Regions from separate parts of the Zea mays genome. Here region 1 is linked to region 2. Evidence: chromatin contacts called from public Hi-C data. All regions are on one chromosome and are shown on one strand. The core of a region is the stretch at or near the end of the contact, and the rest is flanking DNA. Distances in the headings are between cores, read along the strand shown.

What was found. Hi-C and Micro-C count contacts between places; a contact is called where the count stands out from the background.
Region 1: a Hi-C map of leaf shows a contact between it and region 2, with 5 times the contacts expected there. The contact joins the promoter of LOC103650268 here to the enhancer-like site in region 2. A contact is called at or near these places in 2 of 25 Hi-C or Micro-C datasets (leaf and tassel).

The regions. Positions count from the first base shown.
Region 1 is chr3:112,322,184-112,325,224 of Zm-B73-REFERENCE-NAM-5.0, reverse strand. It overlaps LOC103650268 (Core-2/I-branching beta-16-N-acetylglucosaminyltransferase family protein), which reads right to left and starts at 1,688. Exons shown (of 2, transcript XM_008675877.4): 1 at 74-1,688. The coding sequence starts at 1,209. The coding sequence ends at 124.
Region 2 is chr3:112,007,094-112,010,011 of Zm-B73-REFERENCE-NAM-5.0, reverse strand. No RefSeq gene overlaps it. Among protein-coding and RNA genes, the nearest start is that of LOC103650269, 79 kb to the right of the region's middle. Within about 2 kb of position 1,656, at least 12 of the 20 cell types and tissues checked have an H3K27ac peak or open chromatin away from gene starts, as enhancers often do. A contact at or near this core is called in leaf and tassel, where this site is marked.

The sequences.
Region 1 (3,041 bases), core at 439-2,938, 320 kb before region 2:
CTCTCTGTTTTCCATTGCAACCTAACGAAACTTGGCACAGTAGAAACTGGAACAAATGCAGGACGTTATTTACCTCAGCTCTTCCGGTCGTGCAATGCAAACGGAGGGATGCTAAGAAGCAGCCTAGTCACGGAGAATGACAGAGTCGGCAATCTCCATGAGCGGCGCAAGGCATCCAGGCGCGAATTTGCGCGCAAACATGTGGGAGTATGTGCCATTGGACTTCCTGAGGTCCCTGATGAGCTCCGGGGACACCTCCTCCGGCTGGTACGTGTGCGGGTGGCCGTCAAAGGAGTCGGTCCAGTTCACCCTGGTGAGCGTGAACTTGGTGCATCCTGCGGGGTCCTGCATGTCCAGCAGCGTCGGGAAGTAGTGCTCCTCCGGGTAGCACGAGTGCTTCCTCTTGACGAGACACGGCAGCTTGAACTTGTTCCAAAGCCTCCTGTCCCTGACCACCATGACAGCGTGCCTCCTGGTGAGCACGAAGAACTGGGAGCCGACGCGGAAGCTCTCGTAGGGCACCTCCGGGAGCATGGCGTCGTCGCCGCGCGCGTAGTAGCGGTCGTGCAGAGTGGGCTCGGCGTCGAGGATCTCGATGAAGCTGCGGTGGCGGCCGCGCGGGCCGGCAGTGTCAGCGGTGAGCGTGCGGTAGAGGGCCGGGAAGGGCCGCAGCGGGACGCAGGACTGGGAGAGCATCGCGAAGAAGTGGTTGGCCGGGTCGTCGAGCAGCGCGGTGGCGAGGAGGCGGCGCGCGGCGGAGATGAGCGTGGCGGAGGCGCGCTGGGTGGCCTTCCCCCGGATTACGCGGCCGCGGAAGGAGGGCGTGGGCGGGAGGGCGAACGCCGCAGCCGGGTCGGCGTGGACGTAGACGTTGAGGAGGCCGTGGTGGCCCGCGAAGAACCTCTCCCAGAGCGGGGCGAAGACGAGGTCGGAGTTGGTGAGGAAGAGAAAGGCCACCTTCTGCTTCCTCTGTCGGCGGTGGGCAGCGCCGAAGAAACGCGAGGGGGAGGCGGGGCCAGCGCCGGCCTTGGAGGAGGGCGCGGCGGAGAGGAGCACGGCGCGGCGGAACAGCGCGAGGTCCTCCGTCTCGTCGGCGTCCGGGATGGCCGGGAGCGCGCGGGGCGGGATGAGGCGCGGCGCGACGAGGAAGACGGCCGGGACGGACAGCACCAGCAGCAGCAGCAGCGACAGCACGTAGGGCGGCGCCATCTCCCCTGCTGCTCCTCAGCCTTGCGACTGCGATCCTGTGGCCGGACCAGAAGGGAGAACGGGATACGAAACCCCCGCGGGGCGCGGCTCGGATCAGGAGCGGTCGGCTCCCTCTCCCTACGACGAGCGGGCCGGATCTCGCCGCCGCAAGAGCGCGCGAATTCGGGAAACCCGCGAACCAGGACAGGGTCAGGAAACGGTAAGGGGGTAAAGCAGGCAGGCGCAGCAACGGGAACCGGCGGAGGGAAACGGGGAATGTCGATTGGCGACGACGTGCGGCAGCGGATCCGAGGAGGGTGCAGAGCCCAATCGCGCGGCGGGGCTCTGGGGCGAGGGCGGCGGGGGGAGGAGTGGAGACGAGGCAGAGAAGGGGTGACCGGGTGAGGTGGGGAAAGTGGAAGGGGGACGAGGGAGTGATGAACGATGGCGCTCGCTGCCTTTTATCCGGACACAAGGGGTACCGTAAATATAATATCCGTAAATATAATATCCGTGCAATCAATCATCTTAATTAAATGATTTGATGTATCCCAATTCCCATTAAAATCCAATAATAATTAATAGCTTATTGGTTCGGATTAAAGTTAGGTGTTTAAAACGGTACAACTCTAATTTATAGAAACAAAAATACTATAAAAATAGTAGAAACGGGTAGGGATTAAAGTCAAATAAACAGGATGCTTTTGAAGTACTTGTGTTTGATAAGGCACATAATCATATTTGATGGTATTAATTATTGTTATATTTGATGGTATTAATTATTGTTATGGCATACAATGATATTTAATGTGGTGTTATTGATTGAATTGGGCCAGGTGTTACTAGCAGTGATGTGTCACTGATAGAGATGGCAACGGGTATAAACCCGCTGGGTTTTGCCGTCCCAAACCTGTACCCGTGAAAAATATCCATGCCCATTAAAAACCCGTACCCATGACGGGTTTGAGATTTTGCCCAAACCCGTACCCATCGGGTTAGCGGGTACCCATGAGTTACCCGTGGGTTTCATCTCCAATATACTTGTTCTTCTCATAATCAATAAGTATCGTAATGATTAATGAGATCATGATCCAAAATCTATGTAATGAACAACGAGTTCATGATTTGGTATAAAAATTATTAGTAGAGAGAATGAAATACAAATAATAAGTTGTATAATTAAGTGACCTTGCACTAAGTTATCCATCCACCACATATATAACGCTAGTAAAAACTATAATAGCAAGCAAGCAACACTCTCATCGACTACTGATACATTCATCAATTAATAAAAATTATGAAGTAAATAAGGAATAACAAGTTTGTTGGTCATTTATAAAATAAAATGACAATATGCACTAGGTTTGGTCGGGTTTAAAAAACCCACGGGTTCACGGGTTTGGGTACTATAGGAACAAACCCGTACCCATAAACCCGCCGGGTATAGATTTATGCCCATTAACAAACCCATGGGTATGAAAATTGACCCAAACCCGTACCCTAATGGGGTAAAAACCCATCGGGTTTCGGGTTTTGGGTACCCATTGCCATCTCTAGTCACTGACAAGAGAACCTAATAAGCCAGTCTAGAGGGTAAATAAATTTAACATCAAATTAAATATACGATCTATATACCAGATATTAATATTAAATTAATAAAAATAAATATTATAATTTACTTTATGCAAAAGGTTGAAAAAGGTACGAGTTGAAAAAAAACTCGACTCTCTTTCTTTATAGCTCACTCGATCGTTCGTCCTCCTTCATTTAATGGAGTGGTACTATATAAAAGTGTCACACTGCATATGGCTTCGTATCGTGTTGAGTTTGAATGATTTTTTATATCATATCTA
Region 2 (2,918 bases), core at 407-2,906:
GTATAACCTACCAATCTTGGTTATTCTAGTAGTAGTATTTTATAGTCTTAAGTCTAGCCGTCTAGGCTTTCAGCGTGTAGCGAGACAACGGCGTTTGACGTTTCATCTCTATCTCTCGCACAATTGTAAATAATATATATATATATACACACACATTATATTTATGTGTAATAATTATTATTATAAACGACCTTTTTTATAATTCTTGCCCTGGACCTCTAAAATGTTAGGCTGACTGCAACGGTGCACGCTACGACCTCCCTCCCTATTACTATTCATGCGCTAGGGGCAACAGTTGCCCTCTACCACCTGCAACGGACACCTCTACCGAGCCCCCTAGCGAGTGGACCTCTTCTCTCTCCCTCTAGATGTGGCGTGTCACTGTTCACGCGCCCTAACACTATTTGGTACTGCAGCTGTGGGGCCCCCATGAATTGTTAGTAGATGAAAAATTGATAGTGGATAAAAAGTAGGTATAGAAAATGATATTTTATGGTTATAGTGGGGTATAGGAGAAGTATTTAGAGGGAACCGCTGCGGGAGATAAAAAAATACGGGATAAACTGTTAATGATATGACATAAAAAAATGATATAAGGAAAAAAAATTAGGAAAACCACTGCGGATAGTCTTATGATGCCACTGACAGCAAACACCATACCACACTGCACCGTCAAACTGGCTGGCGGTACGGTTGCTGCACCGAAAAGACTACAGAGTGAGGAGGGTCAGTTGTCCTTTCAACTATGTCTATGTCTTGCTCGAACGCAGGAAAGAACGTATCAACACAAACAAGTTACCTGTAGATTATTGCAGGACATAGCACTCTGAGAGTCCAGGTCAGGTGTAGCTAGGCAGTTTTTCTGAAACAGGGAGGAGGTTGAACTCTGATGGCAATAGACAGAACAGAAGGCTTACCCTTGTTGGGCAGCAGAGCTCCTCTGCGATTTTCAGAAAGTGGTTGGTGATCTTAAAGCAGCGTAACCAACTGGATAAGAATCACAAAGAACGTTTAACAGAGACATATGTGATAAGTAATAGAAATAGAAGATCCAGAACTGGCTGTGGTATCCGCTTGAGAAATAAACTAGATTAAATCGAGAGCTTAACCGTTTCAACAATAACAATTGCGAAGAGACGTAAACTAGCTAGATCATCTCAAAAATCTTGCATTCAACTGAGTAGTAGTTGGTCCGGCCGGGGCCCTCTTTCTGTCCTATCGAGGTCGAGAGGATATATGGAAGCATTATCAGCTACCACCTGTACATCACCTAGAAATAAGTACACGATGTAACCACGACGAAGCTTAAACGAAGTGTACAGGTTGAAGAACAAAGGCTGAAATGGCTCTCCATTTATTATGCCATCGACAAGCAAACACGAAGAGGGAAATGCATTCCCAACCCAAATACGAAACGAATGCACGCGCGGTTATTAAAGGACACATCCTTGCAAGCAGTGTTTTCAAGTCGTCGGAACTAATCATAATTAGTCGGCAGTATCGGTTTTTTAGTATTGGTATATAGTTCGACACGACTTGGTCGACTTAATAACGATTCATTAGTATGACGCGGACGATTAATCGCACTACATGAGTCGTGGACGACTTAAATTTAAAAGGCTTAGGTTTCAGCTCTCAGCCAGCCCATTAGGCCTTAGGGCTGCAACTGCAGACCGGCCCACTTCCACTCCACTATTCTCTAGCCTTGTCTCGGTCTCTCCTGCTCCTAGACGCCAGAAACATGTGGACTCGTCCGTCATTCGTCAATCTCACTCGTGCTCAGCGACGACGGTGCTCCAGCTCCATGCCTCCACCGGTGACCGGACCACCTCTCCCTCCGACTCCTGCATCAACTGCTGGCAGCCACCAGCCACCTCCATCGTTGGCTCCCTGACTCCCTCCGACTCCACGGGACTGATAGAGTTGAAGTACGTCTAGTAAGATGTACGTTTGCATGTTACGTTAGTGTATTTGGACCAAGGTTATTATTAAAACGTTGAAACGTTTATAAGTGAAGTTTTGACTTAAACGTAGGGAAAATATCAATATATCATAATTTCAAACAATAATATAAAGTTAAATACCAAAACAAAGAGGTTAATAGCGGCAACGACTAATATGTAAACGAATATAGATACTAGATATAAGCCTGCAAGCAGACTTTTTAGTCCGTTAGATCTAAATCCAATGGTAATATAATTGTGGTTTGTTAGGGATTTTTTTATAAGCTACACCAGGTGGTGGTGGAATGATTTAAATGCTAAATATGACATACTAAATCATAGGTAGAGAGGACGAGAGGAGTCGACCTACCAAATAGAGGCGTGGATGCAGAGAGAGGGCATCGCGAAGGGAGAGGGCAGCGCGAAGGGAGAGGAGCGGCACGGATGGCTCACGACGTAGATAAATGAGTGCACACGCTCGAAAGGAGGGCACACTTGGCGTAGAGGGAGAGGACGCACAAGGTGTAGCAGACGACAGCACAATACCTTCAGGCGTCAGCGACGATAGAGAGCAAAGAGGTGTGCTACTAGCCATTAGGCTTCAGGGTAGGAGAGTAGGGCAAGCGTGTGGATAGGGGATGACAACGGGTCAGATTCGGATATTGCAAATATCCGCCCACAACCATATCCACGGTCGCAGTTAATATCCACCCGCGACTATACCCATGGATAGAAATTCATATCCATGCTAATGTCCATCGGGTTTTAGATATCCATCGGATATGACGAAGAACCATTTTCAACAATTCAATAACATAATTAATCAAATTTCTTCCTAATTCACCGTATGCACAGCTAAAAACTTAATAAAAAATAAACAAATATACATGTCCTTCAACAAGCAACATTCTCAACATGACAAAAAATAAATGTCTTGAATTGCAATAATAAATTCAGAATAGAAGTTGCACATGT